Regions from separate parts of the Pan troglodytes genome. Here region 1 is linked to region 2. A link is a contact called in public Hi-C data. All regions are on one chromosome and are shown on one strand. Each heading gives the region's core, a stretch centred on a gene start, on an enhancer-like site or on the middle of the called end of the contact. The rest is flanking DNA. Distances are from core to core; before and after follow the strand shown.

Region 1 (5,894 bases), core at 2,207-4,706, 230 kb after region 2:
GGCCTCAAGTAATCCTTCCACCTCAACCTCCTGAACTTCTGGGATTACAGGTATGAGCCACCACAAAGCCACCTCTTTATCTGGGCTAACAGAAGTCTATTTAACTTAAAAATTAAATCAGAGTAATTTCAACAAATGTCTACTGAACACCCCCTACTTAACAGGCCCTGGAATGTTTAGGGACAAATAAGGAACAGTTTCTGCCTTCAAGGAATTGAAAGGCTATTGGGAGAGAAGAAACCATAACTACACATAATTTAAATTAGATTGGAAAAGTACACAAAAAAAATTTTTTTAAGGATATGGCAACAGAGGTGGCAACTGGGAACCACTGGGAAAAGTTTCAAAGAGCTGACCTGACAAAAAGAAAGTAGCGCCTCAACTGGAATGACTAAAATAGAATGGGGAAGAGAGACAAATGAGATGAGGTGTGGCTATGATACTGGGTAAGTGAGAGCATATTTTGGGAGACCAGGCTGAAGCTTAAGATAATAATACTAGCTAATATTTATTGAGCACCTACTATGTACCAAGTACTATAAATGCACTTTATAGATATTAACTTACTTGATATTCACAATAACCCTATGAGGAATGTGCTAAAACCTTGAAATCCATAAAAAATAAAGAGGACCAAATTCTGTCCCACTCCAACCACACTTATTGTAAAAGCAGTTAACAGGTATCTTATCTACCTCTTCTCTCACTAATTCCTAGGCCATCCTTCAAGGCCTAGCTTGAAAACTACATTCTCTGCAAAACCTTTCTTGATCCTCCCAGCTGAACATAGTCTCCTAAGCTTGATAGCATTTTATCTGTGTCAATCTTATGGCATGTCCGAATATTTTGTTCTTGGTATTATAGATTTTATGCGCATTCTTTCCTCTTTTTTATTCTCCTTTAGTCTGATCCACATTCTGTTCTCCACAACTCCTAGGGCAGTGTCTGGCACATACTAATGCTAGCTAAGTCTATGGAGCACTTATCTTTGCCGGGCACTGTGCTGAGCATTTTACAGGAATTATCTCACAGAATCCTAATGGCAACCCAATTCACACATTCAAGGGCTATTTTTAGTCCTTACTGTGACAGACAAAATAGTAAATACTAGATGCACCTTAAACTCTAAACACTACAGATACAGTCGCTTCCCTCAAGAAGCTCAGTCTAAAGAAGTTAGTACTATTGGAATCCCCAGATATAGAGATGAGGAAAAGTGAGGCTCAAAGAAGTAATATGTTTGCCCAGAACCACAGAGCAAAAAAGTGGCAGAGAGCCTGGGCAACATAGGGAGACCCTGTCTCTACGAAACATTTAAAAAATGTGCGGGGCGTGGTGGCTGAAGAAGAGGATCGCTTGAGCCCAGGAGGTCGAGGCTGCAGTGAGCCGAGATCGTGCCACTGCACTTCAGCCTGGCTGACAGGGTGATACCCTCGTTTCTTTATTAAACAAAAAAGAAGAAGAAGAAGAAAGAAGAAGAGGAAGAGGAAGAAGGAGGAGGAGGAGGAGGAAGAAGAAGGAGAAGGAGAAGGAGAAGAAATGGAAAAAAAAAAGATGGCAGAGCCAGAATTCAAACCAGCTCCCCCGAGTGGATATACAGGACCCCATGCACGTATAACCACTACGTTCTAAAGGAGGCACTTGATAAACCCTTATTGAAGGCAATGTTTTGGAATACCAATAAAATGAAAAAAAAAATCATCTCAAGAATAATGTAGGGTTTCACTCACTGTTATTCTTTTTTATAAGGGGAAAGCAGGAAATTTGCAAAAGTTAAGTAGCATAGAAGGAGGTCGTATTGCTCGGCTACCTGGTACCTGATAATTGCTCAGCAAGCCATCTGTTGAGACTAGGTGAGGATGGAGTTTCTCTCCTTTTTCATGAACCACAGAGGAGACTTAAAGGAGGATTTCTTTGTGTTCCTTAAAGTGACCCCCACTGAGCGTGTCCCTCAAAGGGGACCTTCCTAAGCATCGGCGCTTTGCTTTGCGCTGGGTGGTGCGGCTGAGTCACTAATTAGCAGTGAGAGCCTGGGCTGTATCTCCTACCAAATAACCAGCGGAGTGGAGTGACAGGTCCTTACTTAAACATGGTTTAAGTAAGCATTCACAGTTCCTTAAACATGGTGCAGTCTTCCTAAAAGATGGAGTCAGACCCCAAGAGAACAGGTCTCCAAAAATGTGTGAATCCGTACTTCCCACTGGAGGGGAGAGAGAGCTGCGCTGAGGGATTATGAGAGACCCTACAACTTCTCAGGCGCCCCCTGCCCCGGGGGCCAGGAACATCTGCAGACAGCCCCGCCTCCGTCTCGCCTCAATCCCGAGCTGTTCCCTTCTCCAAAGGCCACCTTGGCAGCCACACAGTTTGGCCTAATCACCTCCTCAAACAAGAGTAGCGACACCCCAAAATGTAGACCAAGCAGAAAGAGGCGCGGGAGGCACTTGCCTTATTCCCCATGATGTTTTTGTTTTGAGACGAAGTCTTCCTCTGTCGCCCAGGCTGGAGTGCAGTGGCGCGATCTCGTCTCACTGCAACCTCCGCTTCCCGGGTTCAAGCGATCCTCCCACCTCGACCCTCCCGAGTAGCTGGGACTACAGATGCGCGCCACCACTCCTCCTACTGTGTGTGTGTGTGGACACGGGTTGTCGCTATGTTGCCTACCTAGCTGGTACCCCATAACCACTCCTGGCTAGTGTGTGTGTGTGTGTGTGTGTGTGTGTGTGTGTGTGTACACGGGTTCTCGCTATGTTGCCTACCTAGCTGGTACCCCATAATTTTTTAGCTCAACAGGAGACCTGCCTTTATACCCACCAAGTTAAGCAGCGCAGTAGCCCTCTAAGGGCCAGCCCCACGCCCAGAGGCTCCTCCGACAGCGTGGACAGATGCCCTGGGCTGCTGGCTCGACTCAGTCCTCAGCCCCCAGCCCCCGACCCCCGACCCCCGGCCCCCAGCGCCCGGCGCCCCGCCTCCAGCGCTCAGCAGTTAACCAGGCAACTCGCGCGCAGACGCCAAGGCTGGGACGCAGAAGGCGTGTTTGGCCGCCCCGCCTCTCCCGCCTCTCCCGCCTCTCCCGCCTCTCCCGCCTCTCCCGCCTCTCCCGCCTCTCCCGCCTCTCCCGCCTCTCCCACCTTCCGCCAATGGCCCAGCTGCGCCGGCGCCGCCGGGAGCGCTAGGCCTGGTCCCTCTTCCTAGGATAGCGTTGCGCGCATGCGCCTTGACGAGTGAGCCGGGTGAGGGGGCTCCCTAGGTAGCGGAAGGGGTAGATGAAAATGGAAGGGGCGGGCGCGCTAGGCCTCGTCCTGGCTGGGCTCCCGCTGGAGTGTGCGTTGGGGGCGGACCAGGAGCGGTGGTCTCCAGGGAGGTCGAGGCTGGGGCTCCCACCCGGATTTGGAGCAGGGTCGCCGCGGCCCAGGTGACCCGCCGGCGTTTGTACGTTGTGTGCCCACTCAGGGAGCCATGGACAACTGTTTAGCGGCCGCAGCGCTGAATGGGGTGGACCGACGTTCCCTGCAGCGTTCAGCAAGGCTGGCTCTAGAAGTGCTGGAGAGGGCCAAGAGGAGGGCGGTGGACTGGCATGCCCTGGAGCGTCCCAAAGGCTGCATGGGGGTCCTTGCCCGGGAGGCGCCCCACCTAGAGAAACAGCCGGCAGCCGGCCCGCAGCGCGTTCTCCCAGGAGAGGTGAGGGTCGCTGTGCCGGGGGCCGCCCCAGTCCTTCGCGCCGCGGTAGCCCGCTGGGAGCCAGGGGTGCGCAGCGCAGAAGCAGCTGAGGAAACCTCCCCTTAGCGGAAGCTGGAAAGGATCAGAACAATGAATGGAAAAGTCCTTTCAAAACGCTTTACATTTGACAGATTCTTGTTGGGTAGCTGTAGAATAACGGTAGTGTTCAGCCCTGGTTGGTTACTTAAAAAAAAAAAAAAAAAATTTAGCCGGGCGCGGTGGCTCATGCCTGCAATCCCAGCACTTTGGGAGGCCGAGGCGGGCGGATCACCTGAGGTCGGGAGTTCGAAAGCAGCCTGACCAACATGGAGAAATCCCATCTCTACTAAAAATACAAAATTAGCCGGGCGTGGTGGCGCATGTCTGTAATCCCAGGTACTAGGGAGGCTGAGGCAGGAGAATCGCTTGAACCCGGGAGGCGGAGGTCGCGGTGAGCCGAGATCGCGCCATTGCACTCCAGCCTGGGCAACAAGAGCGAAACCTCCGTGTCAAAAAAAAAAAAAAAAAATCTTACAGCTATCATCTGATAATAGAGGAAAGCCTGCAAACCTGCCTCTTAGATCCTGGATAAATTGCATGTCTATCTTTTAGAGTTGGAATTCTTTCTCAATAACATCGTTCTTTCTGACATAAACTTGCAGAGCCTTTCCAAAAGTAAAAAGGAGACTATTTCCAAAATGGCTTCATTCTCCAGCAGGGAATCCTAGAGCTAACCTGTGACGTGCCATTTATTCAAATAGAGAGAAGAGAGACCCCCAACCCTTAGTGCTTCCTTCAGAACAATGGCTGAATTCATGGACTATACTTCAAGTCAGTGTGGGGTAAGTTGGTGTGAACCAAAGCTATGCCCCATCACCTGCTGATGGACCACATTTGGATCTTTCTGGAATTTACGGAGAATCTGGAGACTACCTGTTTCTCCTGCCCAGCCTTCACGGTCAGATTGTAATCAGTCAAGGACTTAAACCAGGGGGTAAATCCAAGTTAGAATTCACCCAATAAATGTTTATTGAATGCCTAACCCTGTAGCTGACAATATAGCAATGAAAAGTCAGAAAAGGTCTTCTGCCCTCAGTGATCTTTCAGTCTAGTGGGGGGAAAATAGCTTATTTGCCGAATTTCATAGCAAATAAGTTAAATATTAGGGGGTTTTTTTAACTTTTTTTTTTTTTTTTTTTTTTTTTTTGAGACAGAGGCTTGCTCTGTGGCGCAGGCTGGAGTGCAGTGGTGCGATCTCGGCTCACTGCAAGCTCTCCCTCCTGGGTTCACACCATTCTCCTGCCTCAGCCTCCCTAGTAGCTGGGACTACAGGCGCCCACCACCACGCCCAGCTAATTTTTTTTTTTTGTATTTTTAGTAGAGACGGGGTTTCACTGTGTTACCCAGGATGGTCTCCATCTCCTGACCTCGTGATCTGCCCGCCTCAGCCTCCCAAAGTGCTGGGATTACAGGTGTGAGCCACCGTGCCCGACCTTTTTTTTTTTTTTTTTTTCAATTGAGACAGAGTCTCACTCCATCACCCAGGCTAGAGTGCAGTGGCTCAGTCTCGGCTCACTGCAACCCCTACCTCCTGGCCTCCTGGTTCAAGCGATTCTCCTGCCTCAGCCTCCCGAGTAGCTGGGACTACAGGCACATGCCACCATGCCTGGCTAATTTTTGTATTTTTAGTAGAGACAGGGCTTCACCATGTTGGCCAGGCTGCTCTCGAACCCCTGACCTCGAGGGATCCGTGCATCTTGGCCTCCCAAAGTGCTGGGATTACAGGCTTGAGCCACCATACCCAGCCAAGTCATCTTTCGATACTTAGGGAATGTTGAGGGCAGGCCAGAAAACATTCAAGGAAATTACCTGCATGGAAGGCACTGTCTTCTAGGAATTACAGCAGACTCTGGCCTCATGCAGTCTTAACACTTCGTGAGTCCTACATGGTTGTAAGGAGGCTGATCCACAAAGGAGATGGAAGAGAATACCTTGTTTCTGCCCTGCTTTTCAGTTTCATATGTTAAGATCTCAAAAAACTCTAATCTTTCTACATCTTTTATAAGAATCCCTGACTCCAAGAATAGGATTCCAACCAAAGAGGAATACTTCAGGGAATATTTTTATCTTATTTGTGTTGTTCAGTGGTTTTACAAAAATCAATAGCTTCAACTCTACTGTAAAGTGATTAAACCCTT
Region 2 (6,641 bases), core at 2,669-5,168:
CACCTGGAGAGAGGCCTGGGGCAGCAAAAAATCAGCACACTTGCCTGCCTCACCAGGCTGCTGTCTGGTATCATCTCTTCCGTTCATTTCTGAGGTATTTTCTGAGGCCCTCACACTCTGAGGAAGCGCAGATGCCTGAGATGTCACAAAGCCATGCTGTACTTCAGAAGAGATGTCACAGAGAAGGACACCCCTCAGGAGTCATGGCCAAAGGTCATGTCCCATGTGCCTAGTTGGGAGGGACAGGTCCCCTAATGCCAAATATCTGGCTGCTACTCCACTTTGCAGACAGAAAACTCAGCTTTGTCTGCTCTCTCAGACCTCTGTCAACCTAGGAAAAGTGACACACACTGAACAAACACCACATGAGCTGTGTGTTTAAGTCATGTGGTTGCCTTTTGAAGGAGAGGGAGCTGGATAGAAAACTGGATTGAGCCAGACAACTACCCAGGGTACTCCCTCTACAACCAGATCAAGCCATTGATGAGAAGAATGTTAGGTGAGCACAGAACCCAACGGGTAGTGCTGGGTCCACTCTGGGAGGCCTTCTGTTCAGCCGCGTGACCTGAGGGACAGAACGTAGCTCCTCTATAACCAAGGAACCTGGCAAACTATCCAAGAGGAGTGTCTTAGCACCCAGAACCCTACCTCAACCCCTTGCAGTGGTGGTCCTTATTGTAGGCCCCAGCTCTAATACCACTGATGGTTCCCTTTCATTCCCAAGGCCCTGCCCAGCTTACCTCCATTGACAGATCATCTTCCCAAGGTTAGGTTCCAGGTAACCCAGCTCATTTCTTGTGCACTTACTGGCCAGTTTTGATGTCAAATAGACGACGATGTCTTCTTTGATCTCCCCTCCTATTCTCAAGACCCCTCTTCCTGCTGGTCACATGCAGTAAGTGATTAAGGTTGATGGAGGGATGAAGATCATAATGCTGTAAGGTCAGAGAGGGACTGGTCACTGAGGTAAAAGCAGGGGATCTGGAGAGAGAAGACTAAAGGCTAGGCCCAGGCTCTGTACCTGACCACCTATGCAGCGTCTGACAAGTCACCCAATTCTTCTGTGCTTCAGTTTTCACACACGTAAAATGAAGCTGGTAGTGCTGTACCTTCAGGCAGATGTATTTTGTAAATTGCCAAGTGCTCTGAAAATGTTTGTTGTTATCCTTGTGGACTGAAGTGTTCTGGGAAGAAGCAGAATATAAAGTTGGCCTTAAAGGTTGAGGAAGATTCAGGACATGTGGTCAGGAAGAGGATGGGCACTCCGGGATGGGAAACAGCATGAGCAAAGGCAAAAATGCAAATGGGATATACCAGGCATGGCTGCAGTAGAAAGCTTGCGTAAGGGAGAGGCTGGGGTAAGGCTGGAAAGGCAAGTGGGCTATATTCTGTTGGTCATAAGGAGCTATTGAACTTTTTGATCAAGTAAAAGAATGAAAGTCATGTTTTCGGAATACTAACGTGGTGGAGGTGTGAAGGATACAGAAATTGGAGGAGGGTTAGAATGCAGGCAGAGTGAACAAAGGAAGGTGTTGTAAACTCCAGTTAAGAGATATGATGGGGGCCTGAATGAAGGCAGGGGCACTAAGGCTTAAACAGAGGAAGCACATTGGGGAGATACAGAAACAAAAGGATAGGGTGACAGTGTAGTAGAAGAAGAGAAGGCTTGGGGACAATTTTCATTATCTAGGTGGACAATGGTGCCACTCACCAAGATAGAGAATAAAGGAGAAGGCACCAGTGAGCAGTGCAGATTGAGTTCTTTGGATATGTTTACTTTGTCTGTAGAATGTCCAAGGAATACTAACCAGTAATTAAGTGACCATATGGGTGTGGAGCTCAGCAATAAGGATGTGAATTGAAGCCACCCAAGAAGACCATGTACTGTGAAAAGATAAGGACAAGGACAGAAGGCTGAGGAACATCAACATTCAAATGGTGGACAACGCTGGATGGAAGAACCTGAAAAGAAGACTGAAAAGTGACCAGAGTAGGAGGAAGGCAAGACTTTTTCTAGAAAAAGACGCCAACAGATTAAAGTACAACAGAAAGAACAAGTGATATGAAGAATAGGAAGAGTCCAATTTGGCAATTCGTTCATTAATGACATTAGTAAGAGCAACTTCACTGAAGTCACAGGCTGTGAGCTAGACTGCAGCGAACAATGGATGGGAAGGTGCAAATGGGCAGGATTTGTAGACTACTCTTTTGGGGAGCTTGGCTGTAAGGGCAATGACATGGGAGAATTTTGGATTTTTTTTTTTTTTTTTTTTTTTTGAGACGGAGTCTCGTTCTGTCGCCCAGGCTGCAGTGCAGTGGCGCGATCTCGGTTCACTACAAGCTCCGCCTTCCGGGTTCACGCCATTCTCCTGCCTCAGCCTCCAGAGTAGCTGGGATTACAGGCGCCCACCACCACGCCCATCTAATTTTTTGTATTTTTAGTAGAGACGGGGTTTCACCGTGTTAGCCAGGATGGTCTCGATCTCCTGACCTCGTGATCCGCCCGCCTCGGCCTTCCAAAGTGCTGGGATTACAAAAGTAAGCCACCACGCCCGGCCAGAATTTTGGATATTTTAGCTAAAATATATTTTAGCTGAAGGGGGCAAGACAAAGAAAAATAAATAAATACACGCTCACACATACACACAGAGAATAACTGAGGGGATGGGATTTTAAAAATGTATTTCCTTTTTCCCATGGGATCTATTAATAGACTAGCGAGGGGATGGGATCTTGAACACTGGTTGAAGGAACCGACTTAAGAGCGAAGACACGCTGCTATTAGCGAAGACAGGGAGGTGAGGGTAAGTTCATTTATTCACTCAACAATCACTAGTTGAGTGTGGATTAAAAAAAACAGTCCTTGACCACATAAGGAATTAGGTCTAGTAGGGAAGACAAACGTAGGTCAATAAGTTACATAAGGGTTATACTAGATTGTGTGGTGGTACAGGTGGGGAAGCGAGCAACTGTCTGCATTGTGTCCAGGAAAGGGTCACAGGCGTGTTATGTAGATTCTGGAGAAAATTCAAAAATAGCATTTATTTTTACTTATTTACTTTTGTATGTGGAGACGAGGGTCTCACTATGTTGCCCAGGCTGGTGTTGAACTACTCGCCTCAAGAAATCCTCCCGCCTCGACCTCCCAAAGTGTTGGGACTACAGGTGTGAGCCACCGCGCCTGGCCTAAATGTGGCATTTAGAAAAAGTATTTACAACATCTGCATTAAAAGGACCATAAAGCAACCAGGCATGTAAGTCCCTGAAGCAATTTAAGTTGCTCAAACTTGAGAGGACAACCAAATGATAGCAAAAGGGCAAAAGAGAAAGGAAGCTGCAGTGCCCACTCAGAAGTGTGAGAGCGGGAGAAGGCATTTCGGGAGCCGCCCGAGCTTCAGGAAACCGAGCGAGACACCAGGTGGGCACACTGAGGATTAAAGAGGGCCTCGCGGTTCCGCACTGCGGCCGGGAGACAAACCAGTAGCCACTATCACCAGCCCGGGGCAGACCACTAAGAACTGTGGAGGCGCGCGGGGCGGCTCAGGGCTGGCGCATTTGGTGAGGAGCTCAGACACCGAGGCCCTTAGGGTCGGCTTAGGCGGTTCCCTGACCAAGGCGCCAGAAAAGGGCCTGGCTCAAGCAAGCACGGGCGGCGTGCAGTACAGCACACCTAGCCCCGATTCTTCAACAGTTCTCGCCCTCCGAGCCTAGCACAGCGAGCCTCACCGAAACCGTACACCGCCACCAGGACACTCCGTGATGGGGGATCACCACCCTCAGAAAGAGGAAGCGACTAGCAGGCGCGCAATCCCGCGAGACCAAGAGGCCCCGCCCGAAGCCCGGCCTCTGTGACCGGAAGTGAGGCGTTTTGCCCCCGCCCCCGTGGCCGATACCTCGCGAGACTTGGCGAAGGCCTTCCTTTTTCGTCTGGGCTGCCAACATGGTAGGTGTTTGGTTTCTTGCCTCCTCTTCCTTGCCGGCGGAGACCCCTAAGCTGTATTCCCATTGCCCCTAGTCATCCACTGTCTACCATGGTCGGGGCTTCCAGGCTGCGCATGGCCGCCTGCAGGGCAGGGTGGCCGGCGCGGGCCCGGGGCGGGGCTCCCGGAGCCGTGTGTTAGGCCCGCGGTTCGGATCTCTAGGACACGCGGGCCCCTGCGCTACCGTGGTGAGACCTCACGGCCCTGAGCCGATCGGTACCCTCAACTTTCCCAAACGCTCCAGAAGTTAGGTCTTTGACCCACAGGCTTACAGGACCATCTCAGCTGGCAGGCATCGCCCCCTGCCCCTAATTCCTTAGGCCTTACCACCAAGCTTTTTCCAAACAGCCATCCAGACTGAGGAAGACCCGGAAACTTAGGGGCCACGTGAGCCACGGCCACGGCCGCATAGGTAAGTGCCGGCTTCCCCTCGGGGTGGGCCTTGGGCTCTCTTCGGGTGCTTAGCTAGGCTGGAGATCGGTAGCCTATAAGTGGGTTAGAATAAGACCTTTTTGTGGTCAAGTTGGACAGCTGTTGATTTTTTTCTGAGGATCCTCTAGTATTCCATTTCTAAGGAATTTCACATCAGTGGGGTAATAGGAATTGAGCAGGCACGGTATTGGGTTAGTTGAAGACATGGAGTACTGTGGGAATGCTGTGATGTGGAACCTGAAAAGATGTTTCACCCGGAATCCTAAAGTAATCGCATTGCTGAAAACCGGCATCGGTAGGGTGGGAACAGCGTAAGCGGGACACAGAAGTCTGGGAAACACTCTGCTTTTGTGCGAGGAAGTATTGAGATGCATGAGAAGGCTGTGTGGTGCATGTAGCTTTTTTGTGTGTGTGAGACTGATCACTGTCGCCCAGGCTGGAGTGCAGTGGCGAAATCTCGGCTCACTGCAACCCCTGCCTGCCGGGCTCAAGCGATTCTCCTGCCTCAGCCTCCCGAGTAGCTGATATTACAGGTGTGCGCCACGACGCCCGGCTAATTCTTTTTCTATTTTTAGTAGAGTCGGGGGTTTCTCCGTGTTGGCCAGGCTGGTCTCGAACTCCTGACCTCAGGTGATCTACCCCCCTCGTCCTCCTAAAGTGCTGGGATTACAGGCATGAGCCATCACACCGGCCCCACGTAGCTTTGTATTCCTGCAGGCAAGCACCGGAAGCACCCCGGCGGCCGCGGTAATGCTGGTGGTCTGCATCACCACCGGATCAACTTCGACAAATAGTAAGTGTCCTTGGACTGCTTTTATTGACACAGCTTGGGAGGTAGGGGCAGAGAGAGGGCTGGCTTAAACAAAAAGTTCAGAAGCAAGCCTTGCCTATTGCTGTTTTTTACCAAGTTAACACTTGGTGTGAACTGAGAACCTGTCATCGAGGCTAGAGTCACGCTTGGGTATCGGCTATTGCCTGAGTGTGCTAGAGTCCTCGGAGAGTAACTGCTGACCTTATTCACTGGCTGTGGGCCTTATGGCACAGTCAGTCACCAGGTTAGAGACATGCTTCACATTCACCTACCCACAAACTAGTGGATGATAAATTTTGGCTATTCAGAAGACGTTTATTATAGGAGTATGTAGATTTTCCATAGAGTGCTGTTATGTAACTTGAATTTTAGTCTCGGCCCTGCCTCTGACATTGTCGGTGGTTTATCCTGGTTCCAGGAAATAAGACTAGCCTTTTCCTCATGATAGTCTTTGGTGGTTTTAAAACAGTTGTTTAAGTCAACAGATGTATCATATGCCTGACACTGCTCTACACCAGTGAATAATTTACACTGTAATAGGGGGTGGTAACTATAAAGATGATAAACATAGCATCTTAATTGGAGTGTGTATGAAGGTGGTTGTTATCTCTTCCTAGCCACCCAGGCTACTTTGGGAAAGTTGGTATGAAGCATTACCACTTAAAGAGGAACCAGAGCTTCTGCCCAACTGTCAACCTTGACAAATTGTGGACTTTGGTCAGTGAACAGACACGGGTGAATGCTGCTAAAAACAAGACTGGGGCTGCTCCCATCATTGATGTGGTGCGATCGGTAAGTTAATTGGATGTTTTTCTATACTTCCATACCTTCCCTTACAAAACTCTGGCTTAATCTAATCCACTTATATAATCTGTACTTCCCAGTTACCTACCAGACATTGATATTCTTCCTGTGGTAGAATTATCATAGGTAGTTCCCTATCCGTAGCAGTGCCTACTGTCACTGCCCAGGTTGTATCAGGTTTGCATTTCGTGCTTGAACTATAGCTGGTTTTCACCGAGCACAGCTCTTGGCCCTTCATGTTCTCCAGATAATAGAATCCTAATATGTTCCATTGATACTCAGTGCCATGCATTATCTGAAGAGATTTTCCCCCAAAACAGATGTATTATGTCTGTCCTTGCGGGGGTTCTGGTCCCTGTGTCAGTCTTAACTCTCATGAATACAGAGGTAGTGTTAAGAGGCCAGAACCCTAGGGACGCTTTAAATTCACTTCCCAGCCTATTTAATGTCCATTGAGTAGTTCTGGTGGTCAGGAAGGTGGTTGTCTTCTTTTGCTTAGCAGGGGGTATTTGAGCAGGAGGAGGCTTATGCTTTGCCGAGACTAGAGTCACATCCTGACACAACTCTTGTCCTGGTGTGCTAGAGTACTCGAAGAGAATCTACTGGTCTTGATT

What was found. A called contact is a pair of places that touch in the nucleus more often than the background predicts.
Region 1: a Hi-C map of stem cell-derived neural progenitor cells shows a contact between it and region 2, with 4 times the contacts expected there. The contact joins the promoter of AKIP1 here to the promoter of RPL27A in region 2. A contact is called at or near these places in 1 of 7 Hi-C or Micro-C datasets (stem cell-derived neural progenitor cells) and 1 of 1 datasets of contacts at active chromatin or transcription factors (stem cell-derived excitatory neurons).

The regions. Positions count from the first base shown.
Region 1 is chr9:13,053,221-13,059,114 of NHGRI_mPanTro3-v2.0_pri, forward strand. It overlaps AKIP1 (A-kinase interacting protein 1), which reads left to right and starts at 3,457. Exons shown (of 3, transcript XM_024346965.3): 1 at 3,457-3,678. The coding sequence starts at 3,457. DENND2B (DENN domain containing 2B) reads right to left here and starts at 3,214. Exons shown (of 22, transcript XM_063782749.1): 1 at 3,129-3,214.
Region 2 is chr9:12,821,922-12,828,562 of NHGRI_mPanTro3-v2.0_pri, forward strand. It overlaps RPL27A (ribosomal protein L27a), which reads left to right and starts at 3,919. Exons shown (of 5, transcript NM_001034084.1): 1 at 3,919-3,943; 2 at 4,329-4,392; 3 at 5,130-5,205; 4 at 5,841-6,015. The coding sequence starts at 3,941. It overlaps TRIM66 (tripartite motif containing 66), which reads right to left and starts at 877. Exons shown (of 25, transcript XM_063782729.1): 1 at 741-877. LOC112204892 (small nucleolar RNA SNORA3/SNORA45 family) reads left to right here and starts at 5,351; the gene lies at 5,351-5,480. LOC112204891 (small nucleolar RNA SNORA3/SNORA45 family) reads left to right here and starts at 6,562; the gene lies at 6,562-6,641.